Regions from separate parts of the Mus musculus genome. Here all the other regions are linked to region 2. A link is a contact called in public promoter capture Hi-C and targeted proximity ligation data. All regions are on one chromosome and are shown on one strand. The core of a region is the stretch at or near the end of the contact, and the rest is flanking DNA. Distances in the headings are between cores, read along the strand shown. Region 1 overlaps Cpeb3 (cytoplasmic polyadenylation element binding protein 3). Region 2 holds the start of Hhex (hematopoietically expressed homeobox). Region 3 overlaps Myof (myoferlin).

What was found. Promoter capture Hi-C pulls out the DNA fragments that hold promoters and counts their contacts.
Region 1: a contact with region 2 is called in a promoter capture Hi-C map of pre-B cells, with 2.2 times the contacts expected there. A contact is called at or near these places in 5 of 39 promoter capture datasets (the 3T3-L1 cell line, the HPC-7 cell line, embryonic stem cells and 2 more) and 2 of 484 Hi-C or Micro-C datasets (the G1E-ER4 cell line and embryonic stem cells).
Region 3: a targeted proximity ligation map of extraembryonic endoderm stem cells shows a contact between it and region 2, with 5 times the contacts expected there. A contact is called at or near these places in 9 of 39 promoter capture datasets (the 3T3-L1 cell line, 3T3-L1-derived adipocytes, the HPC-7 cell line and 5 more), 5 of 484 Hi-C or Micro-C datasets (the HPC-7 cell line, cortical neurons, embryonic fibroblasts and 1 more) and 1 of 130 datasets of targeted methods (extraembryonic endoderm stem cells).

What each region holds. Positions count from the first base shown.
Region 1 is chr19:37,058,260-37,062,081 of GRCm38.p6, reverse strand. The region is part of intron 8 of Cpeb3 (cytoplasmic polyadenylation element binding protein 3); the gene reads left to right. Among named protein-coding and RNA genes, the nearest start is that of A330032B11Rik, 110 kb to the left of the region's middle.
Region 2 is chr19:37,432,476-37,436,399 of GRCm38.p6, reverse strand. Hhex (hematopoietically expressed homeobox) reads right to left here and starts at 1,559. Exons shown (of 4, transcript NM_008245.3): 1 at 1,167-1,559. The coding sequence starts at 1,530.
Region 3 is chr19:37,919,942-37,923,775 of GRCm38.p6, reverse strand. It overlaps Myof (myoferlin), which reads left to right. Exons shown (of 54, transcript NM_001302140.1): 41 at 693-818; 42 at 2,285-2,440; 43 at 2,966-3,057. Among named protein-coding and RNA genes, the nearest start is that of Gm52397, 64 kb to the left of the region's middle.

The sequences.
Region 1 (3,822 bases), core at 1,057-3,556, 380 kb after region 2:
AGGATAGTTACTGTGAAGTCAGATAATCCTGGATTTCAGTCTTGAAATGACTTAATTTTCATGGTTGTTAAGTCATTTTTATTGTATATAATTCTAGTAAGGCTAAGTGTGACTCTAGAAAACACATAGGATGTATTTTCTCTTACTTTGTCTTAGTGAGTATTAGTTTACAAGGAATTCATATGCTTTTAAAAAGTCACCCAGGGGCTGGAGAGACGGCTCAGTAGTTAAGAGGACTGGCTGTTCTTGCAGAGGACTAGGGTTCAATTCCTAGCACCAACATGGTAACTCACAACCATCTGCAACTTCAGTTCTAGGACATCTAATGCCTTCTTCTGCCCTCTGCACCACCCACGTGCACATAGGGCACATACGTGTAAGAAAGCACTCATACATATTAAACAGGTGAATATTTTTAAAAGGGTTTCATCATCTTAACCACCCCCAAAAAATGAAGTCATAATAAAGTTTGTGCCATCTTGGGGGACAAGAAGAGAAAGAAATGTATAGCTCAGACATGCACTTGGGTGTGAAAAGTGCTGGTGGTTTCAAACCGCATCAGTTGTCGTGTTTTCTAAGTGACGTTTGGTGATGGTGAGCCCAAAGTCATTCTGATGTCCTGATTAGCCTGTGACTTAGCGACATCAGAAGCAGGCACAGAAAGTGAGCCCAGGCCCTACAGTATCCACTGGTAACCGACATAGTGTATGCCCGTGTCTCCAGAAGTTGAATGAGTAGCATGTTTTAAGAGCTGTGGAAGAGCAGTAGCCAAGCTGGTGTGGTGGGCCTACCTGTAATCCCAGTACTTGGGAGGCCAGACCAAGAAGGTCTCGAGGTTGAGAACAGAGTGGGATGTACAGTGAGACACTCTCAAAAAGGGGGTACAGAAGAAAGAGTACCCGTTATTCCTCAAATCTGCACATAGAGTTCATTAAGGCTGGATACTTTACTGGGCAGTTGGGCCACACACAGGTGTATGAGCTCAGCCTCAAAGGACCCTGGCTGTAACAGTGGGAAGTAGGTGTGTGACAGGAAGTGAACTAAGGAGCTGCAGGTACTCTGAGAGATGCCATAGGGAGTATGTGAGACTGGGAGTCATGGATGGAGAAGAATGTGCCGATGTTATGACTTGGTCAGGAAAGGGTTCGCTTGCGTCTTTTGACTGTAGTATTTCATTAATAATGACTTTACTAACTCAAGGGTATGCATTACATAACCTTTTTTGTAGTATCATTTGTTCATTCTCTCTCTCTCTCTCTCTTTTTTTTTTTTTTTTTTTGCTAAGCATCCCTATGAAAGAGTACACAAAATGCCATGCTTCATTAGTAGTTGACGGCCCCTGACGGGCTATGAAGCCTTGCATGGAGTGAGCACTACAGCTTAGCGCACGTTGCAGGGCTTAACTTACTGTACCTGGTGGAACACCTGGAGCATGCTGGAAGCACAAGACAGAATTTCCCAGTATTATTTATTGCTCCCTGTCTAGAAAGAATTTTGACTCTTTTGATGAAGTTCCCTGGAGCGTTTTTGTTTTGTTTTGTTTTGTTTTTTTGTCTGAGGATCAGTTAGACCAGTGGTTCTCAGCCTTCCTAATGCTGCGCCCCTTTAATACAGTTCCTCATGTTTGCTACTTCACAACTATGATCTTGCTAATGTTATGAATCGTAATGTAAATATCTGTGTTTTCCGAAGGTCTTAGGAGACCTCTGTGAAAGGGTCATTCCACTCCCAAAGGAGTTGTAACCCACAAGTTGAGAAGAACAGCTGAGTTAGAGGGTTAGAGTCACAGCTTTTGGCCTGCAGCCCCAGAGCCATGTAGGATACAGATCTCTTACCAAAGCCAAGGACTGATCAGTTATCAGGCTCTGTTCTTTCTCCTTCTCTTGAGAGTTACCCGGGTTGTCGCCTGGTACAGAAGAACACTTGAGACTAATAGATGGCATCTACTCTTGGAAATTAGCTGATTTGTTTATTACTATCTAAGAAATGAAAATTAGCTCAAAATGAAATACCAAATATATATGTGCTTTGAAAAGTTTAATTCCCCAAATACTGCTGCTATGGCTGTTAGTTTCTGTGTTTAATAATAAAAAGAGCCCTTATACCATGAAAGAGGCAAAGACACTTTACAAACTATAAACTCTTTCTGCTTCTGCTGACTCTTTCTGTTTCTGCTGTCACACTTTAGTGATTTGGTGAGGGCTGTGGTACTTAAAATAGAATTGCTGACAGCTGACATGGGTCGGAGTCCATCCCTTCAACTGACACAGCCGTTACAGCTATATGTCAGGGGACTTGGTTTAGCTGACTCATCCTGGCTGGATGAGTTTGGGATGCTGCCACTTGCTGTGGAGAGCATTCCTGATGGTTCTGCACTATTGTTGTTCTGTTTCATGTAAAATGAAAGGATTGTAGGATTGGGGGGAGAAAAATAGTCTTTTTCTTGAAGAGTAGGGACTTTGAAGGGTATGGGGGGAGAGCTCAGGAAATTACAAAAGGGGGTTAGAGTTGACTGTGTCTCAACTCTGAGCTTTGTAGGGGAGAGCTAACAGCCAGATGACTGGGGAGGAAGTATCCGCTCTGGTACTTGAGCTGACCGTGGAACTGCAGTGCTGACTTTTGAGTTCCTTTGGGAAAAACAGATGGAACAAGACACCTTGCAGTAGAATATTTGTGTGGTGGGCGTTTATAACGTACAGTGGTAACCAGGAGGATGAAGTATAAAGCAAGGTGTTCCAAATGAGTGCCCAGAATTAGTGATCTACACTAATTTGAATCTAAATAGAGAATTCTAGAATTGTAGGAAGGCTAAATGATGTTTTAAAATACACTTGAGTGCATGCACACACTCTCGAACACACACACACACACACACACACACACACACACACACACACATACACACACACACACACATAACAAAAAACTTGAAGCCCTTTTCTATTTGTTCTTCCATTTCCCTCCCTCCCTCCCTCCCTCCCTCCCTCCCTCCCTTCCTTCCTTCTTTTCTTTTCTTTTTTCAAGACAGGGTCTCTCCATGCAGCCCTGGCTGGCCTAGAACTCTATGTAGACCACGAGGCTCAAACTTGAGAGTTTTTGCCTGCCTCTTCTTCCCAAGTGCTGGGATTAAAGGCCTGTGCCAGTGTGCAAGGCCATTGTGTTTTCTTTTATTCTGTTATTAAAGATAGAACAAAAATGTACATTTACACTTTAATTTGGAAGTTTTTGTTAATTTTCATTGAACTCTTTAGTTAGTGATTTTTATATGCCTTATGTCTAAACAAGTGATCCATGTTGCACTTTTAATGTTTTTCTTAGTAGTTGGCTTGCACTTAATTCTATTAATCACCTTTCGTTTTCAGTAAATAAAATTTTAGTTTTTAATTTAGATCCAGTATTTTACTCTTTATTAATCGTAAATATAACTGAACTGATTTGGTAACATATATTTAATTAAGGTTAGTTTGATAACTTTTAATTCTTCGGACATCTGTTTAATATTTAAATATATTAACTAATTTGCTACTATTAAATTTACTCTTAACTACTTAAAGTTAATTTCTGTAGAAGTAACCTTTTCAAAACAATAACGGTTCATCACTCAGTAGAGTACTTTGGTGTAGGACAGTGATGCTCAAATTTGAACATTATGTTTGTTATATTTAAAAGTTGCATAAGGGGGCTGGAGAGATGGCTCAGTGGGTAAGAGCACTGACTGTTCTTCCGAAGGTCCTGAGTTCAAATCCCAGCAACCACATGGTGGTTCACAACCATCCGTAATGAGATCTGACGCCCTCTTCTGGTGTGTCTGAAGACAGCTAC
Region 2 (3,924 bases), core at 310-2,809:
AGAGAGGAGCGCTGGAGGCGGCTCTTAATAATTCTGGCATTAAAATGCCAATTCATTAAAATGTTAATTGTCTCCCAGGTCCCCAGTTAAGCTGCCAAACTGTTGACTTTAAACTCTGGAGCCCCCTCTTATTCACTCTAGACCCCACTGGTTCAGAGGCTGAGGCCCTGAACCCGGTCACCATCGCGTATTTATTCTTAGGAATGTTGTGAGGACAAGCCTCGAAAATCCCAAATTGCCAACGTGTAGCCCTTAGTATTTGTTCGGGGTCTGCACTTTCCTTCTCCAAATTGATGGTGGTGCGTCTGTCCGTCCGTCCGTCCCTATGTCCACAGACCTACACCTAAACATTTTGAAAGTTGGCATTGTTTTTTTTTCCCCCCGAGATTTTGCTTGCGTCAGGCTTCAGACTTGGTGCAAAACAGCCTCCAAAGATGGGGGTGGGGGGTGGCGGGAGAGGCAGAGAGGAAGCAACTGGTTATTTTAGCTGCCATAAAGTCACATCCCACACAGAGGAAATGAACAATATCAGAAAAACGGATCCTGGCTATCAGACGTCGAGTGTTTCCTGAATTTGTCTGTATTGAGGATGTCGATAAAATAATCAGCAGCGTGCACTACTCCGGGGGAAGGGTCTGCTTCATGCAGCCAGGAAAACACTTAACAGCTTCAGAAACCAGATTTACTCCTATCGAGAACTCAAGATTTCCTGTATGAACGGAAAGGGTCAGGCTCCTTCACTGCACAAGCTTGTTGAACCAAGCCCAGCCCAGGAACCGCCCGGGCAGGCAGCTCTCCCTGCCCTGCAGGGGCCAGGCTCAGGGCGCCCCGACGTCCTCTTCTCCGGGCCGCTCGCTAAGGGAGTCCCCCACCCACCCCGGGGCGACACGCGTGGCCAGGGCCGCCCTCCTCCACCTCCCCGGGAGCCCCAGGTCTCTCCCGACTACGCTTGCCCCGACGTCTGCAAGGTGCAGGAAAAGCAATCTGAGTCGCCGAGCTTCCCAGTACCGGGGCCCCGCATGCACCCGCGAGCCGCTCGCTCCGAGAGCTCGCCGCAACTTTTCCACTGCGCTTCCCGTCCGTCCGCCCCTGCCGCCTCCCGCGCGCTGCCACCCGCCGGGAGCGCCTTCCTCACGGACGCCCTCACTCGGCCCCGGCCGCCTTACCCAGGGGGTCGTGGCGGAGTAGGGCGTGCGTGTAGTCGTTCACCGTCCGCGGGAACGGGTACAGAGGGCCTCCGAAGCCACTGGGGCCGTAGGCGGCGGCCAGCGCGGCGGCCGGGTGGTGCGAGAAGGCGGGGTGGACCGGCGTGGGCTCGTACACCGGGGTCCGGTAGGAGGACACGAGGCTGGTGAAGGAGGAGTTGGGGGACGGCAGCGTGGGAGTGGGCGTGGGGGCGGCGGGCCCGCGACCCAAGATGTCGTCGATGTAGAAGGGCGTCGGGTGAGCGGGCTGCAGCAGCGGCGTGGGCGCATACAGCGGGACTCCCACGGCGGGCGCAGCCGCGGGCCCCGGGTGCGGGAACTGCATGGCCGCTCCGCAGCCCCTCGCAGAGAGCTGCCGGCCGGCGGCGCCGCGCTACATTTATTTGCGCTCTGCGCTCCAGGCGATAGGCTCGGGCAGCCGCGGGGTGGGGCCGCGCTCGGTCCCCTTCCTGCCGCCAGGCCCTGCGGCCAATGGCGCTGGCTTCAGATTCGCCTCCGCCCCCCACTAACCCCCGCGCCGATCCGCCCCCACCGGCCCAGCTCCCGCCCCCGAGACGCACGGGCTGTGGGGCTCCGGGGACCCTCCGCCAGGGTGTTCCTGCGCCGCAGGCGCCCCCAGAGGTTCCAGGCACCTAGCGAGCGACTGCGACCGTCGAAGAGGAGGTCACAAGACGTGCGCCGCGGGGCGCGGATCCTGACGGGATGGCGCCACTGCTGAAACTCGGGCAGCCTCTGGAACCTGGAGAAGCGATGGGACTCTGCGGGCCAGGAGGCCGCCGGCAGGATGGCACCTTCGGGCGGCCAGAAGGCTGCGCTTCTTGGGGTAACGGTGGCACTGTCTAGAACGGGGGACCTCCGCAGCTCGGCGCTCCAAGGAGAAGACCCAAGCCGTTGGCTGCGTCCTAGTCCCAGACGGGTACTGACAGCGAGGCTGCAGGTGTTCCAGACCTATTTGAGGACCCCCTAGCTCGGCCACCTCCCTGGATGCTAACGGAATCTGCTCCAGACCGGTATCAAGATAGAACCTTAATCGTATGGCGCAGGACAGAGGCTATGCAGTGTTCTTCGATCCAATGGGGGTGGGAGGTGCTCCTGGACCTCTGTCCCCAGGCCCTGAAGGACACAGCTGCGCTTAGCCGGCCTCTGAGGTTTTACACGTGTTTTCTATTCAAAGCCGTGGTGCGCTGCTCAGTGTGGCCTCAGCTCTGTGCGGCTTCACTCGCCTCTGGGGCAAAGGGGCATTTTCTTGATTGACGCCCTCCTGGGGTGACCACACCTTGAGTTGGGCAGTTTCTGCTAAGGACTTCTATTAGTAGAAAAACTCCCTGGCTTTTTTTTTTCAACTGAGATATTTAGTTTTATCCTTTGGAATTAATCTTCAGCTGCAGTGGGACTGAAGGCGAAATAGCCAGAGGACCTGGGTCCGAGTTTCACTTCACACCTTATTTTCTTGAGCAACTACTGTGTGTCATTAGCAAACGAGAGAGGCAGTCTCTGCCCTGGTGGAAGCAGGAAACGAACACAGTCACATCTACTAGGGAGAAATCGTGTGTAAGGGTCGAAACCTTAAGGAGCTCCAGCCCCTCCTTTCGGGTAAAGGAGAGAGTCACTTTGAAAAAGGAAAAGTCTTCCCAAAGGAAATAATGTTTGAAAGATAGGTAGGTGTCAAGGAGCCTAGGGTGTGAGTGACTCCAAGTCAGAAGAGCACTTGAGTTGAGTCTGTCAGTTTATTGCCCTGGGCTTTTCTCACCTGTCCCGTTTGGGACTTGACATAAAGGTTCCTAACTGCTTGGGGATGGAGTCACGGACATCTTTCAGAATAATGACAGACAAAAGCCGTTAATTAGCACAAACAAACCAGTGAGTGTGAAGCGCCGCTATTAGAATTAAAACCTTGGGGGCTGGTAAGGCTATATCTCCGTGTGTTCACCCTGTTATGTGAACCATAAAAAGGAGAACAAGTTTAACTAACTTCGGGCAGGGCTGGAAAGAGAGTAGACTTCTGAATACCTGGAGAACTGAACCTTGGGAGGTTTCTTTCTGGTGAGCGCAAAGACATCTTGGCCAGACAACAGACTGCTTGAAGGGGCTTCCGGTGGGCAAACTCCGGGTTATTTAAGCCTTGAAAAATACATCATCGAGGAGGTGCTAGCCTGGCAACCTGAGCTTCGATCCAGGGAAGACATGGTGGAAGGAAGAACCGATTCCACAGTTGTCCTCTGCCCTCTGTCTGCTTGCTGTGTCGCATTACACACAATAGCGAAGTTGAAAAAATACGTAGTAAACTATGCTATTTCTAAGTCCATTGAACTCAAGTGAAATAAAGAAGTGGTGGGTGGGAAAACTGGGAGAATGCCAGAACAAATATAAAACATTTGGGACCAGTGAGGTGGCGCAGCCTATGGGAGATTGTCTCCCTTAATGCTGGAAACAAGGACTCAAGTTCAAGCTTCCGACCCCACATGAGAGAGGGGGAGGGGAGAAAGAGGTGGAGAGACTTGCCCTGTAGCACCATGGCTGCTGGAGTGCCCAAAACACACATCAAACACAATGAGATACTTTTTTTTTTTTTTGGTTTTTCGAGACAGGGTTTCTCTGTATAGCCCTAGCTGTCCTGGAACTCACTTTGTAGACCAGGCTGGCCTCGAACTCAGAAATCCACCTGCCTCTGCCTCCCAAGTGCTGGGATTAAAGGCGTGCGCCACCACGCCCGGCGAGA
Region 3 (3,834 bases), core at 101-2,600, 490 kb before region 2:
TTTATATGCCACAAGCTGGCCCTCCCACAAGGCTTTGGTGTTGTGTACATCTGTGTAAAGCTGCCCCCACAGCAAGGGGCAGACCATTTTCACACACAGGAAGCTCCTCTGCGCTCCTGTCAAGCCAACTCTCCACGAGCTGCACCCCTCTGGTGCACAGCTGGTCTGATAGTTACCATGATAGGCTGGCTTCGCTTGCTCCTGTGTTCCAGATAACTGGACTCAGACAATATTCATTCTGTATTTGGCTCCTTTGGTCCCAAAGGAGTCTGCTTTTGAGACTCGTCATGTTGTTGTGGGTATCACAAGTTTGTTTACTCTTGCTGAATCATATTGGATCAGACTGGGTTGGAGTTGGGTCATGCCGTGTTCATACCCCATCTCACCTCCCCTTGCCCCTTCTTTTCTCTCTCCTCTCCATGGTTTGTTGACTCATCCTCCCAACACTGGACCTTCTTGAACCACATGGACATGCTCATGTTTCTTTTTGGTAAATTCCTAGAAACACCACTTCTGGATCCTAAGATATGTAACCCCCTAAAAGAAGTGTGGCATTTTCCCAAGTGGCAGTTCTATGCTGCACCCGTGAGGGCCCCAGGAGTTCTGTCCAATCCTTTTGGTACTCAGCCCTGTTGGCTGGAGACACCACCTCTGTTTTAATGAGAAACTGAGAGTCCGCTGATGGTTTTCAGATCTATGACTGTGAACTGGAGGATGTAGCCGACTTTGAAGGCCTGACAGATTTCTCAGATACCTTCAAGCTGTACAGAGGCAAGTCCGATGAGAATGAAGATCCATCTGTGGTAGGAGAGTTTAAAGTGAGTAAAGTGTGCGTGTGTGTCCTTTGAAAAATCTATCTTCTTTTTTTTATTATTGATTTCGGATGAAAGACAGCTGATGTCTGCAGCTGGACATGTCCTCTGCCCTCTGCAGGAAGGAAAATGCCCCCAGGGGAGTCAGGATATTGCTTGGGCTGGCCAGACTCAAATCCTCCTGGGTCAAATCTTCCCAAGACCTCATTTCTCCTACCTTCTGCCCTCCTGGGGTATTAGCAAGATCACTGTGGCAGATTCCCAGATGGAGATCTTAGCCACCTTTCTGCTCCTCCCAAGCAGTCTCTCCTCACCGTAACCAAATTTGAGCCTCCATCTGAATGGCTTAAACACACCTCTTGTATTTCACAGCTCAGGCCTCAACTCCTTCCAAAGCTGAGCTGGCCTTTCCCAAGCTCTGGGTCCCTCCTGCATACAGAAGAACCACTCCCAAGTCCCAAACACACCTTACAAGTTCTCTCTATGGATGTACGGAGCCTTGGGCTAGGCAGCTCTTCCTTTCCTGGGTGCCCTTCCTTTCCTCTCTGTAGTTTGACAAAGCCCTGCTCAGGCCCTAAGACAGCTCAGATGTCATCAGGGTTTGTCAAGAGTTCCCTGGCTGCTTTGGGCAGCATGACTCACCCATGCTCTGGGCTCCCACAGGTCTGGGTTCACCTCCTGTCAGGTTTGATTGTTGCTTCTCCTCCCAAGCACACTTGGCAAGGCCAGGGCATCTGACACTACCTCTTCCTAATCCTTTGCCAATAGCAGACATGGCTAATGGATCAGGGGATTACACCCAACACAGGGTCTCAAATCCTCCCCACCCCAGCCTCCTACTAAGACCACAATAGGGTACACAGCCAAGCTAATCTAGTATCTTGTGCCATACTCTGTTTCTTGATTTTTGGGTGTTCCTCACCCAGTATTCAATGGGTGCTTGCTTCATGACATGTTCCTGAGTGCAGCTGGCCAGAAGAAAGGCCCAAACATCCTAATCCCAACTTTCGATACCTTTCCCTGTACTTAAGCTGGTTTCAAAACAAAGTGTGCAGTCTTTTTAGCTGAGACCTGAAGCAGAGCATCAATTTGCCTGGGAGTGGGGCCCAGGCAGGTAGGGAGACCCAGCAGTGAAATCACCTCGGGACTTATTCCTGTCTCCAAAATAATCTCAACTCTTTACCTTGTTTTGCCACCACGTCCCCCAACCCTGACCAGCCACCTCCACTTCCTGCTCAGGTTTATTGCCCCCTTCCTAGAATGCCCTCTTCTGAAATGATGGCTGTAGAATGCTGGAGTGTTCTCTACTGGAATCCCACAAGAGCCAAAACAGGTTATGTCAGAGACACCTAACATCACCCAACTGTGTGAGACGGAGGGTGCACAAGATGGGTGCACATTTCCCAAGCGCCCTCTACCCATTGGCCAGGGTCCTTCGGAGTCATCAGTACACGTCTCTCTCTTTCTCTCAGGGCTCCTTCCGAATCTACCCCTTGCCGGATGACCCCAGTGTGCCAGCCCCTCCCAGGCAGTTTCGGGAACTGCCTGACAGTGTCCCACAGGAATGCACTGTTAGGATTTACATTGTTCAAGGCTTACAGCTCCAGCCTCAGGACAACAATGGCCTGGTAAGAGTTTGGGTGTGGGGCCTTCTCCCATAGCAGGATAATTATAGTCATCAGCCATGGTAATTGTCACCTTCTTTCTTTCTGGGCGTCTGTTATCTCACAAGGAGAAAGATACTCTATCAAAACAATGTGAACAGAAGGATTGTCCCCATGGGGTTTTACCCAAGAGCTTTGGCTGGGGCTGTGGGGGTGGTGGTGCTTAGGGCTCTCTAGTTCATCCTTCTCGTGTTACTGATGTGACCCAGGACAAGATTTGCTCCAGTCACAGGACCAGCATGTGCAGAGTTAGGTCATCCCTACCTCCACCCCATCCCACCTTTTCACCCACACAGATGCTTTGAAGGCACGCTGGCCCACTGCCACCCAAAGGAGAACCTTGCACTGAACTCGTCTGAGGTCCTCAGGTGCCCCAGAGGCCACCTTTGTCATCACTTGGGAGTATAGAAGCAAGCCAAGTCTATCCCCGAAATTGACTTCAGTTTGCACCCGGGATGATATAACATCTTACCTGTCTTGTCTCCACAGTGTGATCCTTACATAAAAATAACCTTGGGCAAGAAAGTAATTGAAGACCGAGACCACTACATTCCCAACACTCTCAACCCAGTGTTTGGCAGGTAACATACAGTTCAAAATATTCCTTCTACATGAAATGTGCCCTGCTCTGGTTGAGATCCTAACGCCAGGAATATGTACAGATACCTTTGTCAGAGAAATGGGTAGAAGGGCTGGAAGGTCCATGAGGGAAGAATGTCCCCCAAGAGCCTTGACAAAGCATTGTTCTCTTCGTGGTCACAGCCTTGACTTGTTTCTGGTCTAGAATATGGGTATTGTTAACACATTTTTATTCATGCCACTTGTGAACACCTGTGTGCATGTGGCAGTGAACACCTGTGTGCATGTGGCAGTCAGAGACAACCTGGTTCTCTCCTTCTACCATGTGGGCCCCAGGGATTCATCTCAGGTCCTCAGGGTTGACCTCAGTAGCCTTTGCCCGTGTGTGAGTCATGTTATATAAGTCTTATCAGAGCTGTTTCTAGTTACCAACATGATCACTAAGTAAAGCCAGTGTTATTCAGCTGAGAGCACCTTTCATATTTAGTAACAACATTTGCTGAGCAGTCAGAGTGAGCAAGTCCTCTCTCTCCTGAGCCATTTTGTAGAAGACATGTCAGAAATCTCACAGAACTCTGACGGGAACAGAAACTGAGGCCCGAAAAGAGGTGTGCATAACATCTTTCTGATTACAGGCTGTGGCTGTGATCCCAAGTCATACGACACCAGGGTCTGTGTGGCTTCAGCACCACACTCTGCTCTGTGCTCTGTCTGATTCTCTTCTGTGTTAGACTCACTAGCCAAGCATCACAGCTCCCACATCACACAGGGCCTCACAT